Regions from separate parts of the Triticum aestivum genome. Here region 1 is linked to region 2. The links are chromatin contacts, called in public Hi-C maps. All regions are on one chromosome and are shown on one strand. The core of a region is the stretch at or near the end of the contact, and the rest is flanking DNA. Distances in the headings are between cores, read along the strand shown.

Evidence for each region. Hi-C and Micro-C count contacts between places; a contact is called where the count stands out from the background.
Region 1: a contact with region 2 is called in a Hi-C map of leaf, with 8 times the contacts expected there. The contact joins the enhancer-like site here to the promoter of LOC123044056 in region 2. A contact is called at or near these places in 4 of 5 Hi-C or Micro-C datasets (leaf and root) and 1 of 1 datasets of contacts at active chromatin or transcription factors (leaf).

What each region holds. Positions count from the first base shown.
Region 1 is chr2B:158,894,371-158,900,602 of IWGSC CS RefSeq v2.1, reverse strand. No RefSeq gene overlaps it. Among protein-coding and RNA genes, the nearest start is that of LOC123044059, 12 kb to the right of the region's middle. Within about 2 kb of position 4,707, at least 3 of the 8 cell types and tissues checked have an H3K27ac peak or open chromatin away from gene starts, as enhancers often do. A contact at or near this core is called in leaf and root, where this site is marked.
Region 2 is chr2B:158,714,262-158,719,764 of IWGSC CS RefSeq v2.1, reverse strand. LOC123044056 (pentatricopeptide repeat-containing protein ELI1, chloroplastic) reads right to left here and starts at 2,552. Exons shown (of 1, transcript XM_044466681.1): 1 at 617-2,552. The coding sequence starts at 2,503. The coding sequence ends at 671. It overlaps LOC123044058 (chaperone protein DnaJ), which reads left to right and starts at 2,610. Exons shown (of 6, transcript XM_044466683.1): 1 at 2,610-2,879; 2 at 3,096-3,188; 3 at 3,733-3,763; 4 at 3,877-3,903; 5 at 3,982-4,102; 6 at 4,190-4,618. The coding sequence starts at 2,814. The coding sequence ends at 4,244. It overlaps LOC123044057 (CBL-interacting protein kinase 21), which reads left to right. Exons shown (of 13, transcript XM_044466682.1): 13 at 9-432. The coding sequence ends at 113.

The sequences.
Region 1 (6,232 bases), core at 3,458-5,957, 180 kb before region 2:
CATTATTTCATGCAAACATTTGATTGTTTATCGACTCACATGTGCACTGGCATTTGTAGATCACCTGTCGCTTAGAATGCCAAGGTTTTGGGAAGTTTGGATTTTCTGGAAATCTGATTCATGTGTGTCCTTCTCTCTCACTTAGTCGAAGAAGACAAGCTGTAGATGTCACATGCGACGGGAGACGTGACAGGCTCATTGGTATATTTTTCATCTACTATTGTTGTGTTGTTATTTGGCACTCGTAGCAACGCACGAGCAGTTACCTAGTAATTTTTATAAATGCTCATGAATACCAAATTCGGAAAAGTTTTGAAATTAAAAAAGAACAAACATGAAAAAATGTCCCAAAATTTATAAATGTCCACAATTTCAAAACATATTTATGAATTTAAAAGAATGTTCATTAATTTGAAAAACACACACGCATTTCATTTTTTTAGAAATTTGAAAAATGTTCTCAGATTTAAAAAATATTCACGAATTTGAAAGAATTTTCATGCATTTGAAAAACTATTCATGAATTTGAAAAGGTATTCCAGAATTTCAAAAATTGTTGATGAATTTGAAACAAGGTTCGCAATTTTTAAAAATGTTCTCTAATCTAAAACCACCAAATTTTATATTATGTTCCTGTGTTTAAGAATATGTACGAAGATTTCCAAAAAAAATACAAACATTCAAAATTGTTCTGTATTTTACAAAAATCACATATTGGAAAAATATTCGCGATTTCAAAAAATGTTCATGAGTTTTAAAAATGTTCCGAATTTCAAAAGGTATTTCCAAAAATTCATTAATAGCCAAGAATTTGAAAAACAAAATGTGATTTGAAGTTATTTTCATGATTACGAAAATTTTGCTTGATTTGACAAAAAAATTTGTGAAATTAAAAAAAATGAAATAGAAAATAAAAAGGCAAAACGAAAAGAAAAATGTAAACAAAAAATGAAAAGAGGAAAGTATTTAAAAATGTATATATATAAACAGTGGGAAGCAGACAGAAAACAGTGGAACTAGGCCGGCCCAATACAACGTGTGCGTTGCAGGAGGGTGGAGTTTGGTCGATATTGATCGACATACGCGGGGAATATGGACAGCGAGGCTGGGCGCCGTCGTTCTTCCTATCGACCAAATCCTGCCCCTCAAAAAAAATTATCTTCCATGCTAAGACTGTATATTTTTTTTTTGCAGGAAAAGTGGGTATTTATTTCTTAGAAATAGCGTTACGTCTGAAACACGACGCAACCAACAAGCGGTGCTATCTCTAGTTCTTCCTACAATAGCTAGACTATGAGAAATACCATTTTGATGATGATATATTTTCAGTGGAACAAACCCACGAAGTTGTAGAGGCTTCTTGATTTCTGTCATCAAATGACCATAACCAGATCTATCAAGCGAATCATCTGTTAGCGTAGCTAGGACCACTGAGTTATCAAACTGGATTACTATTGGTAGATCAGTTCGTTGTAAACTCATAGATAATCCTTCAAGTATGGCACTGACCTCCGCTTCCAAAGCATCTTTACAATGAAACAAATGCCGATAAGTTGAGAAGATAACCGAGCCATCAGAGTTATCAAGGGCCATACCAGAACCTGCCTCACCAGCATCATGCATGTATTATCTGTCCACCGACAACGCCGTCCATCCAGCGGGCGGCTTGGGCCACGACTTCTTGGTCGCCCGCGCCGGAGACTACCTGATAGGTAACTCCGCAACTGGACACTTACCCTTAATGTTATCCTCTACTGTATGTTTTTGTGCCTGGTCATATGATGACATATAACTACATACTCCCTCCTTTACAAAATAGATGGCCCAACTTTATATTAAAGTTAGTATAAAGTTGAATCATCTATTTGGAACGGAGGGAGTAGATACGAACGAGATATACGCTCCCTCGATCTATCGCCTAACCAGGCATAGGACTGGCGCGGATCCGTTAGATCAAAGAGCCCCCGCTTTTGTTCTGCTGATTCACCCTTGCTCTCTCTCGTGAAGTTTTTCTCTTCTCACACACCGCGCCGTTGGCTTGCCCATCCCACAAGGCCTCGCTACATCGCTGGCTCGTCTGCTCGCATCCCTCGAAACACCGCTTTGCACATTGACGTTCTGCCCCAGCTTGCAGCGCCTGGGTGCAGCATGGCCGGCGTCGGTTGACACACACGCAATGATGGTTTTGCAGCACCGTCTTGAATCCGTCGTAGCTTTCCAATTTGTCGATCGCAGCACCTGCCCACGCTGATTGCAGCATTCTGTCCGCCCGGCCCATTCGACGCATGTCGCTCGTATCACCTCAACTCGGTGGTTGCGGCACGATCGCCCACCACCAAGGGCGCACGTGGCAACCCGAGGGGACGACCGATCGCCAATCTTTACTGCGCGAGTTCACCCGCCGCTCTTTCCTGCGTGCATGCATGTGTTTTGACTTCTGACTTTTTGATGGTAGCGCTTGTCTGCCTGAAGATTCCTGTGGTTGGGTCGTGCATGTGGCAGGCGCGCACCATGAGCGCCACGTGCTGCCTTTTTTTAGGATCTTAGACCAACTCCACCGCTCGACCCCAAACAAATGTCCATTTTGTTCGGATTTCGTCCAAAGCGATAGGTGTAAAAAGGACACGAGCGTCCGGCTTTTTTTCGAGGAGCCCACCGCGGCGATCAACCCCTAAAAATGTCCGCTGCCCCCGCGCCACCTCGCACCCACCTGCAGGCCGCGTCCGCGAGCTCCGGCGCGAGTTCCTGCTCCGCCTGGCGCGCCCGCGCCCTCCGCCCCGTCCCAGCCGCGGCGCCGCGCCCCGACCCCGACCGCCGCGAGCTCGGCCGCGGCCGCGCCCTGCTCCGCGCGCTTGGCCGTCCACGCACGCGCGCGCCCCAGCAGTTGCGCCGCGCCCCGCGCCAGCCGCGGCGAGCTCGGCCACCCCCGTGCGTGCCCCGCCCCGCCCCGGTCGCGGCGAGCTCGGCCGCGCCCGCGCGCGCCACGCCTCTTCCCGCCCGCAGCGCCGGGTCTACTGACATCCCCTCGTCGTCGTCGTTGTCGCGGTGCTTGGTGCTCTCCATCTGCAGGACGACGGGGCTCCGGCCATGGTGGTACGGGCCGATGGAGACGGCCCTGGGCGTGGCGTAGCGCTCGGTGAGGTCCACCATGCTCGTCGGGAACCCATGCAGTAGCTGCTCGCTCCATGGCCACCGGCCTTCGCCCCTCGCGCACGCGCGAGCGCGGCCTGCGCGCCCGCTCGCCCTGCCGCCTCGCCGCCCGCGTACGCGCGCCCGTTCGCACCCCACGCCCCTGCCTGTGCATACTCGCCGGCCGTGGCGGCGGGGCCTCAACGACGGCAAGGCGAGACCGGCCGATGGGAGCGCCACCGCGCCGCGTGCTCCTCGGCGGCCACGGCTGTTTTGCCTCGTGGTGGTGTGGGGGCGTGGTAGGCCAGGAGAGAAAAGGAGGAGGGAGAGGGGGTGGGTGGGTGGGTGGGTGGGCCAATGACATGCGGGCCAGGGTCACATGTAAAAGGACACACCTCGAACGAGGACGACGCACAGAGTGTCCGCTTGTGTCCGTTTCAGACTCAAAATCAGCCCAACTTTGGTCCCAGGATGGGGCAAAGCGGACAAAGCTTGTGTCCGTTGCATAATTTATGTACCATGCATGCCACTGGCTTAGCGCATTGACGTTCCGCCCTAGCTTGCAGCACCTGGGCGCAGCACGGTCGACGGCGGTTGACACACGCGCAGAGATGGTTTGCAGCACCGTCTTGAACCCGTGGTAGCTTTCCACATTGTCTGTCGCAACACCTGCACGCGCTGATTGCAGCATGCCGTGCGCCCCGCCCATTCGACGCATGTCGCTCGTATCAGCTCAACTCAGCGGGTGCGGCACGACCACCCACCAAACCAAGGGCGCGCATGGCAACCCGAGGGGGCGACCGATGGATTCGCTCGATCGGCCGGCCGATCGCCAATCTTTACCTTCTTTTTCCGCGAGTTCACCCGCCGCTCTTTCCCGCGTGCATGTATGTGTTTTGACTTCTGACTTTTTGATGGTAGCGCTTGTCTGCCTGAAGATTCCTGTGGTTGGGTCGTGCATGTGGCAGGCGCGCACCATGAGCGCCACGTGCTGCCTTTTTCTAAGAAGATCTTATCCACGAGTTCCGACGCGTGATGGGCCGTCTGAGATGCACAACTGACACTGCGTCCTCGCCCTGGAAAGGTCCTCTTGGTTATACGCACTGCATGGCCACGGACGCGCGCATGTGATCGGATCGGCCGAACCGGGGCGTGAACTGCAGCGATCAAACCAAGCAGAAACGCACGTGGTCCAGTGCAGACCTAGAAACTGCATCGTCCAGAGCGCGTGCGCGTGTCACCGCGGTGTCCCGCGGCCGGTGCCACGCCGCGCCCATGGACGCCCATCGAAGCGTTGCTCCCATCGACGTGGGCGCCGGCGCCGACACGCTACAGCTTACAGGCACCCTCCTTTTTCCGGTTCCATAGTCCCCGGACCCGGCGTCGTCTTCGCCGCAAACGCGTGCAAAAACGCGAACGCCTCCCCGCGCGCGCGGCGCCGGTGATCCAGGAAGCAACCCACCCACGCCCACACCCACTGGTCAACGCGTGCGGCGACGCCACCTGACGACGCCGGGCGGCGGTGGGGGTGCCGCACGAGACGGGGACAACGCGGTGTCCGTCCCCTGCCGGTCACGTACAGCCGCGGCGACCGTATCACTGGACTACGCGATCAACGGGGTCACCCGCAGGCCACACCCACCCCACCCGGCCGCGATTCTGATGCGGATGTCGACGCACGGATCCACGGATGGCCACCGCGAGCCAGCGCGTCGATCTCGGACACAATATTATGAGGCAAGAGCACTATAGACCCACAAACTTGTAATAGATGTGATGATTTAGTTCATAAACTTGCAAAAGGTGACCATCTCATTCCTAGACTTGCAATGTATGTGAAGATTTAGTCCAAAGCCAATCACAAGTTGACAAATGGCGCCACGCTGGCCGCGTCGTGGCACACCCGCTCGGCCCGGCGTTTTTATGAAAAACCCCTCCACCTTTATGAAAATCACACGCATGGTATATTTTTTTCATATCTATATTTTTTAAGGGAAAGTCTTATATTCAGCCGACTGATTTTAGCCTTGCGATCAGCCGATCGCTCCTCCATCCGATCAGGGCTCCTGCGCGTCCAGTGATACAGCGGCGGCATGCAAACTTTCTGTCTATGTGCGTGGTCCACTAGTACTAGTATACTGTTTGTGTGTAAGTGTGTTAAACTTCAGCACCGTAGTCCCTAAAAAAAAAAAACTTCAGCACCGTAGTATACTACTAGCAATGAGTCACTTTGCTAGCTAATCAAAATGAGGATTTATCTCTACTATCTAAAAGAAACGCAAGGTTCCGTTTCCCATCTTCCGTCGCTCGGCATCGTCGTCCTTCGTCGCTCGTCCCGCGCAGCCGCACATGGGCCAAGCCCCATAAAGCCCACATCTCTCACGTCACACAACAAACACACTATGTAGGGTTCCAACCCCACCCGCCCCTCTGGTCCTCGGCCGCCGCTCGCCATCCTCGGCACCACCTCGCGATCGTGCTCGCCCACGCGTGCTCCTCCACCGATCGCTGCAGCCCGCCGCCCCGACGACCTCATCTGCGGCCCTCCCGGACGCGGACCAGGGACTCAACTGCGCAGCCGCAATGGACCCTCACATCGGCCAGATCCGAGCACCTTCGCCGCCGCCTTCACATGTCTCCGGCACCTCCACGAGAACTACTGGTTCCGCCTGCTGGGTCATGTCCCCGCCGTGGGTGTCGTTCTCCATGTTGTCCCGGTTTGGTCGGCCGCATGGGAAGAGGAAGCGGAAGGAGAGGGCAACACAGCCCAAACTCACAGCGGACCGCCTCTCCAATGACGACGTGGGCTTCTACCTCCCCCTTATTTGTTCTTAGCGTGATTTCATTCTTCAGCATCTGAAGTAGTAGACCATTTAATTAATTGCTGCCGATAGGCTAGCTCATATGTTCTGATCAAAAGTGGTTTCACATGTTTGTTCATTGATTGGGAAATGATATTTTTTTTTCATGAAGCATCACAAGAAGGTTGATTCTTCTCCGTATGTTCAAATCAATTGTTGATTGATTAGCCAAGGTTGATTTGGGTCGTCCATGTCTGCAAGTGTTCAATTGCAACCTTAAAACCAGTCACAAAGTTGATTTG
Region 2 (5,503 bases), core at 1,303-3,802:
TGCTGCAGCTGTGTGCAACGCTCTCAGACGACTTGGGAATATGCAAAAGCCAGCAACTTCTGAAGAACGACTCCATAAGACAAGAGCTTTATCGATTTAATAGTAGCTTTTGATAAAACGGCCCCCTACCTTTTTCTAGCAAAAGAGCCTACTAGGTAAAAGGATCCTCCCTTTTAAACAAGAGGACCCACCAGGCCACCACTAGGTACCATGTATGACACATTTTTGTAAAACCAAGTTGTAGATATACAAGTTACACCATTCAAATACCAAATATTGACCAGCCGAGGAAAAAAAGATTTCTCTTGGATGGTTCATGATAGTTTTATTTTTATTACTTTGGGCAGATTTGCTACTGATTATGTATGAAATGTTATGTAAACAGTTGAAGTGTGCATATAAGAATTACCTGTTCTTTGTTTCCCCTCTTAAGTTTGATGTATACTGGAAGGCACATCTTCTGTCCAAATCCTTCAGCTTCTAAATGACTTCCATGACTTTCGGAAGAATATAATATATGATACTGTAGAAGATTGTTCTTCTAGTGCAGTTCTTTCAGATGCATGCTCAAGTATAAGAATATCTAGCAACCTTAAACTTCAGAATGCTAGCAGGGTACGGACAAACAATTGCTACACCAAAACTTTTTCTGGTACAGAAGGTTCTAAGTTTACCAATAATCCTTACATGAGCACTGCCCTTCACTAAAATGGTGGAAACGATTCCGGTCTCTAACAATCAACTTGCGACCATATACCAAGGATATAAGCTTAATCGCTGAATGGCAGTCTTCACAAGCTCTGAGGTTCTTTGTTATTCGAAGAGTTGACCCTGGAGGGGTGGTCAGCAGCCCAAAAGCAATGGCCAGCTTCTCGCTATGTTCAGCCAGTGCCCGCTTCTTAGACTGCTCATCAATATCTTGCAATACCAAGCTTGTCATTGGCCTATATCCTGCTTGTGTTAACCGGCCAATCATCTTTTCCAACATTTTGTAGATCTCCTCAATCCTCGGATGCGATCTATCACCGGAAACAAACTCGTGAACTGTGTTCTCCCATTCGATCGAACTTCTTCCCGGAACCCTCTGAATGTTCTCCCTCTTGATCGTCTTTCTCATTTCTGCAACACCTTCCCATGAGTTTGCTTGTGCATATATGTTTGACAGCAACACATAGTGTCCATCTGCAAGAGGATCCAATACTTTCAATTTGGCCATAGCTTCCTCTGCAATCTCCACATTCTTATGGATGCGACAGGCGCCAAGAAGTGTTCTCCAAATAATCGCATCAGGCTCAAAAGGCATGCTCCTGATAAGCTGCATTGCCTCCTCAACATGGCCTGCACGACCCAAAAGATCGACCATGCATCCGTAGTGCTCGACCCTTGGCACCACACCGTGAACGTCAGTCATTGAGCTGAAATACTTCTTGCCATCACTCACTAGACCAACATGAGTGCACGCCATAAGAACTCCAACGAAGGTGATCTCATTTGGTTGCAGTCCTTGTGATATCATCTCTGAGAACAAACTTAGAGCATCATGGCCAAGTCCGTGATTGGCCAGTCCGATGATCATTGAACTCCAAGTAAGCACATCCATCACAGGCATAGCGCGGAACACCTTCAGAGAATTCTCAATGTCGCCGCACTTGGCATACATGTCAACCAGAGCAGTACCCAGCTTCATGTCTACCTCAACCCTGTGGCTCTCGACAAACTGGTGTACCTCTGCGCCAATGGTCAGCGCCCCCATGTCGCTGCATGCCGAGAGCACGCTCACCATGGTGATGCAGTCTGGAGCGACACATGCCGCTCGCATCACCTTCCACAGCTCCAGCGCCTCCTTGGACCGACGGCCCTTGGCGTACGCGGAGATCATCGAGCTCCACGAGAAGGCGTCCCTGTCGCTCGTCGCGTCGAATATCTCCCTCGCCATGCCGACGTCCCCTCTCACGGCGTACCCGTGGATCATCGTGTTCCAGGACACCAGGTCCCTGTCCCGCATTCCGTCGAACACCCTCCTCGCCTCCGCGACCTCGCCGCGCGCGACGTAGGCCGCGAGCATGACGTTGCAGAGGAACACGTCACGGCGGGGCGCCTCGTCGAACGCGGCGCGCGCGAGCTCCGCGCGGCCCGACTTGGCGTACATCTCGACGAGCGCGGTGCGCACGAAGAGGTCGGCGGCGGCGAAGCCGGACCTGACCGCGCGCGCGTGGAGCGAGGCGCCGAGCGGCCGGGTCGCGGCGGACGAGGCGAGCGCGGCGGAGGCGGCGCAGGCCTGGAGGGCGAGGGAGAGGGAGAAGGAGTTGGCGAGGAGGCGGGGCGCGCGCGGGAGGAGGCCGCGGAGGACGAGCAGGGCCTGCAGCGGGAGCGAGGAGCGGAGGTAGGCGCGCATGACGGTGCTGACGACGAACGGGTCCGCGTCCGCCGACTTGACGAGCCGCGCGTGCGCCGCCAGGTGCTCCGGCCGCGGCGCGGCCGCGCCGCCCCCTCGCGCGCGCATCGCCGAGAGCTTGCTTGAAGCGTTCGAGTTCGGCGGGTGCACGAGCAGCACGCTGTGACGGCTCGGTGAGCTCGTCTCGGCCGTGCGATCGGCGGATCCTGGATCTGGCGGCCAGGAAGCTGCCAGCGAGGCCTGCCGCGCGTCGCAAATACGTGGAGCGGCCGTGGCTGCTCCTGCTTCGTTCGAGCGCTGCGCCTACCCCCTACCGCGATCAACCTGACCGGCCAGCCGCCCCGCCGTCGTCGCCGCTGCCGCCGATCAGTGTTTGTCCGGCGCGATCGCACGAGGAAGCAAGGGGGAGAGATCAGAGATGAGGAGCAGCGAGGCCATGGAGCTCCTGGGCTTCGCTCCCTACTCCCGGCCGTCCCCTTCCGAGGTATCCATCTCCCCAATTCCGCCCCCCTTCCTCCCTGTCTTTGCTCCCCCTGCGAATATCCAACCGGCGGTCATCTCAGGATGATAGTCTAGCTTTATCTGGCTAGATCTTGCTCCGACGAGCTAATCTGTTAGCTATTTCTGCTGGATTTTGGTGAAACGTGGGTGCCAATCTCCGAAATTTGAGTTTACATATGCTCTGAATCTTCTGTTCCAGGTGAAGGCTGCGTATAGAAGAATGGTCATGGAGTCCCATCCCGATCGTGTACCGACACATCAGAAGCCTCAAGCAGAGTCAAAATTCAAGCAGGTCAGGTACAAAACAGTCATGGTGAAGAACTTCAGGCATCATGATGTTTGTTATTTGCGTGTTCCTTGTTCATGGTGTTATTCAGGCATGAAAGTCAATTAGACGAGTATTTAGCTTGATCATGCTAATTTTTGAAGCAACCTTTATACCATGCTAATTGCTCATTCATAATTGAATCGCTGATGTCAAAATGAGCATAGATGTGATCTTAATGTACTTGCTGAGCTTTAGAATGCTTGTATAGCTTTTGGAGTCACCATGCTAATTGCTCTTCCACAAGTAAATCGTTGATATCAAAATGAGCATAGGTTTGATCTTAATGTAGTTCCTGAGCTTTACGTGAACTGTTCAGCTTATGGACATATATTTGGCATTCCCGGGCATCCAAGAGATTTAGTGAAATTTGAATGTGCTAACACTTTTTCCAGTTGAGTGAATGTTAAATTTGAATGTGGTTTTCCGTACGAGGATCGCAATCAATTTCCTGAATTTGATTTCTTTCTGACAATTGTAATCAAAGCTTAATCGTGTTTGTGTTTTGCAGATAGTAGAAGCATATTCTTGTTTGAAGGATGGTATGTTCCCTGTTCACTTTGATAACCAGCCTTTGTTTTTCCTTTATCATTTCGCACCTGAGTTGCAATTGGTTTGACTGATGGGATTATGGTATGCTCATTGCGGTTTGCAGGTCGAAGATTTGGGAACAGAATGGAAGGTAAATTTGGTTTCAGAATGCAGATTTGTTGTTTCCTCCATCTTTGTAGCTGATGAGATGATCATGCGTGAAATGCAGTACATGTAATGAGGTCTGGTGTTCCAACGGGATACAGAAGATCAAACAAGATATTGATTAAAGCCCCCTTTCTGCTCATAATTTGTGCCGCAGTTTCCTTTGGTTCCTACAGCGCTTCGAGGTAACCATACTTACACTTTTTTTTCAAGAGAAAACATCAAGATCTACAATCATTGCTGATTGAGAAATCCATTTTGGTTTCATGAAGGGCATACCAGCGGCAAAAGGATGTGTGTTCCTCTCAGAACCCTTTTCTTCCATGATGGAAATCCATTGTACTGTCCATATCCATATATATAAGCTACTCCCTCCGATCCATACACATATGGATCGGAGGGAGTAAAGAGAAGATCTGCATGTTGCAATTTGAGATGCAAAACAATCTCTGCACTGAATAAAGGCACCCTTGTGATTTCAAAGAAAAGAACATGCTTTGTAGATGTTCAATTTAGCTCTAGGGAGCATATGCTCCTGCGCGCCAAAAATACATTTACAAATGTGAAAATATACAAGACAATTCAGACATTTAAATGTTCATTTTCAAATGTAATTTGCAAATTTTTATGGTGAAAGCCCAAGCATTGCAACCTGTACAAAAACTAATAATTGAGTGCCAATTTTTGGCATTTCTAGAGCACTGTATTTTTGTCTTTTTTGCCTGACGAAACACAACTGTTCCTTTTTGTGTGAAAAAACACTAATGTTGAACATACACAAAATAGTTTTTTTTTTCAATTTGTTTCCTATTTGTTAGTTTTTGTTCACCCCAGGAGCATATGCTTCTGGGAGCCGAAACGCAACTCCCGTTTGTTTGCGTGTTCGTATATTGTGAGTTCGGAGATCCATTCAGACCATAGTTCCTACTTATAATTTCTTCATTCATGGACAGCCCTTACTACATGCTGAAAATCAGTTTAGTAGAGGGCAGAGCAATCTACACATGGGTACAAATCGTCGAAAAGTTTGTCATGTTGAAACCATTTTGGTATCTTTTTACATGCACGATGAACATAAAAGTTGGCCTAGTGTCAGCTACCCACAGCTCGTTATAAAAGGCGTGAACAAGGTGTCAATCATCACACGCAATGCAATTCACAACATCAACATGATACCCAGCATCACTAGCAAAAGCAAGAACTTAAGATAATTTACATTGACCACAGAATGTAATTGTCATCATGGTTATTACAAGACACCCCCAATGTACGGGATGACTCCCAACCTTTCCTCAGCAGGGAAAGGCAACAAAAGGATGCCATGGAGTTAACTATGCTTAAGGCATTTCAAATGACAAGTTTGGCAAGCACCGGGCCAGTATCTACACACAGCATGACAGGTTTGGCAAGGCAAACTATGCTGAAGGCATATTTCAAATGCAATCTTCAGGCTATTGCCATGTGCCAGGAGCCATAGCAATGGTAGCTTTTGATTAACAATCCATGCATTTTAAGACTTACAAGTGAGCTTCTATGCTGGTGCTTCGTTGAACACCTTGAATAGCAACAGCTTCAGGAGCCAACAC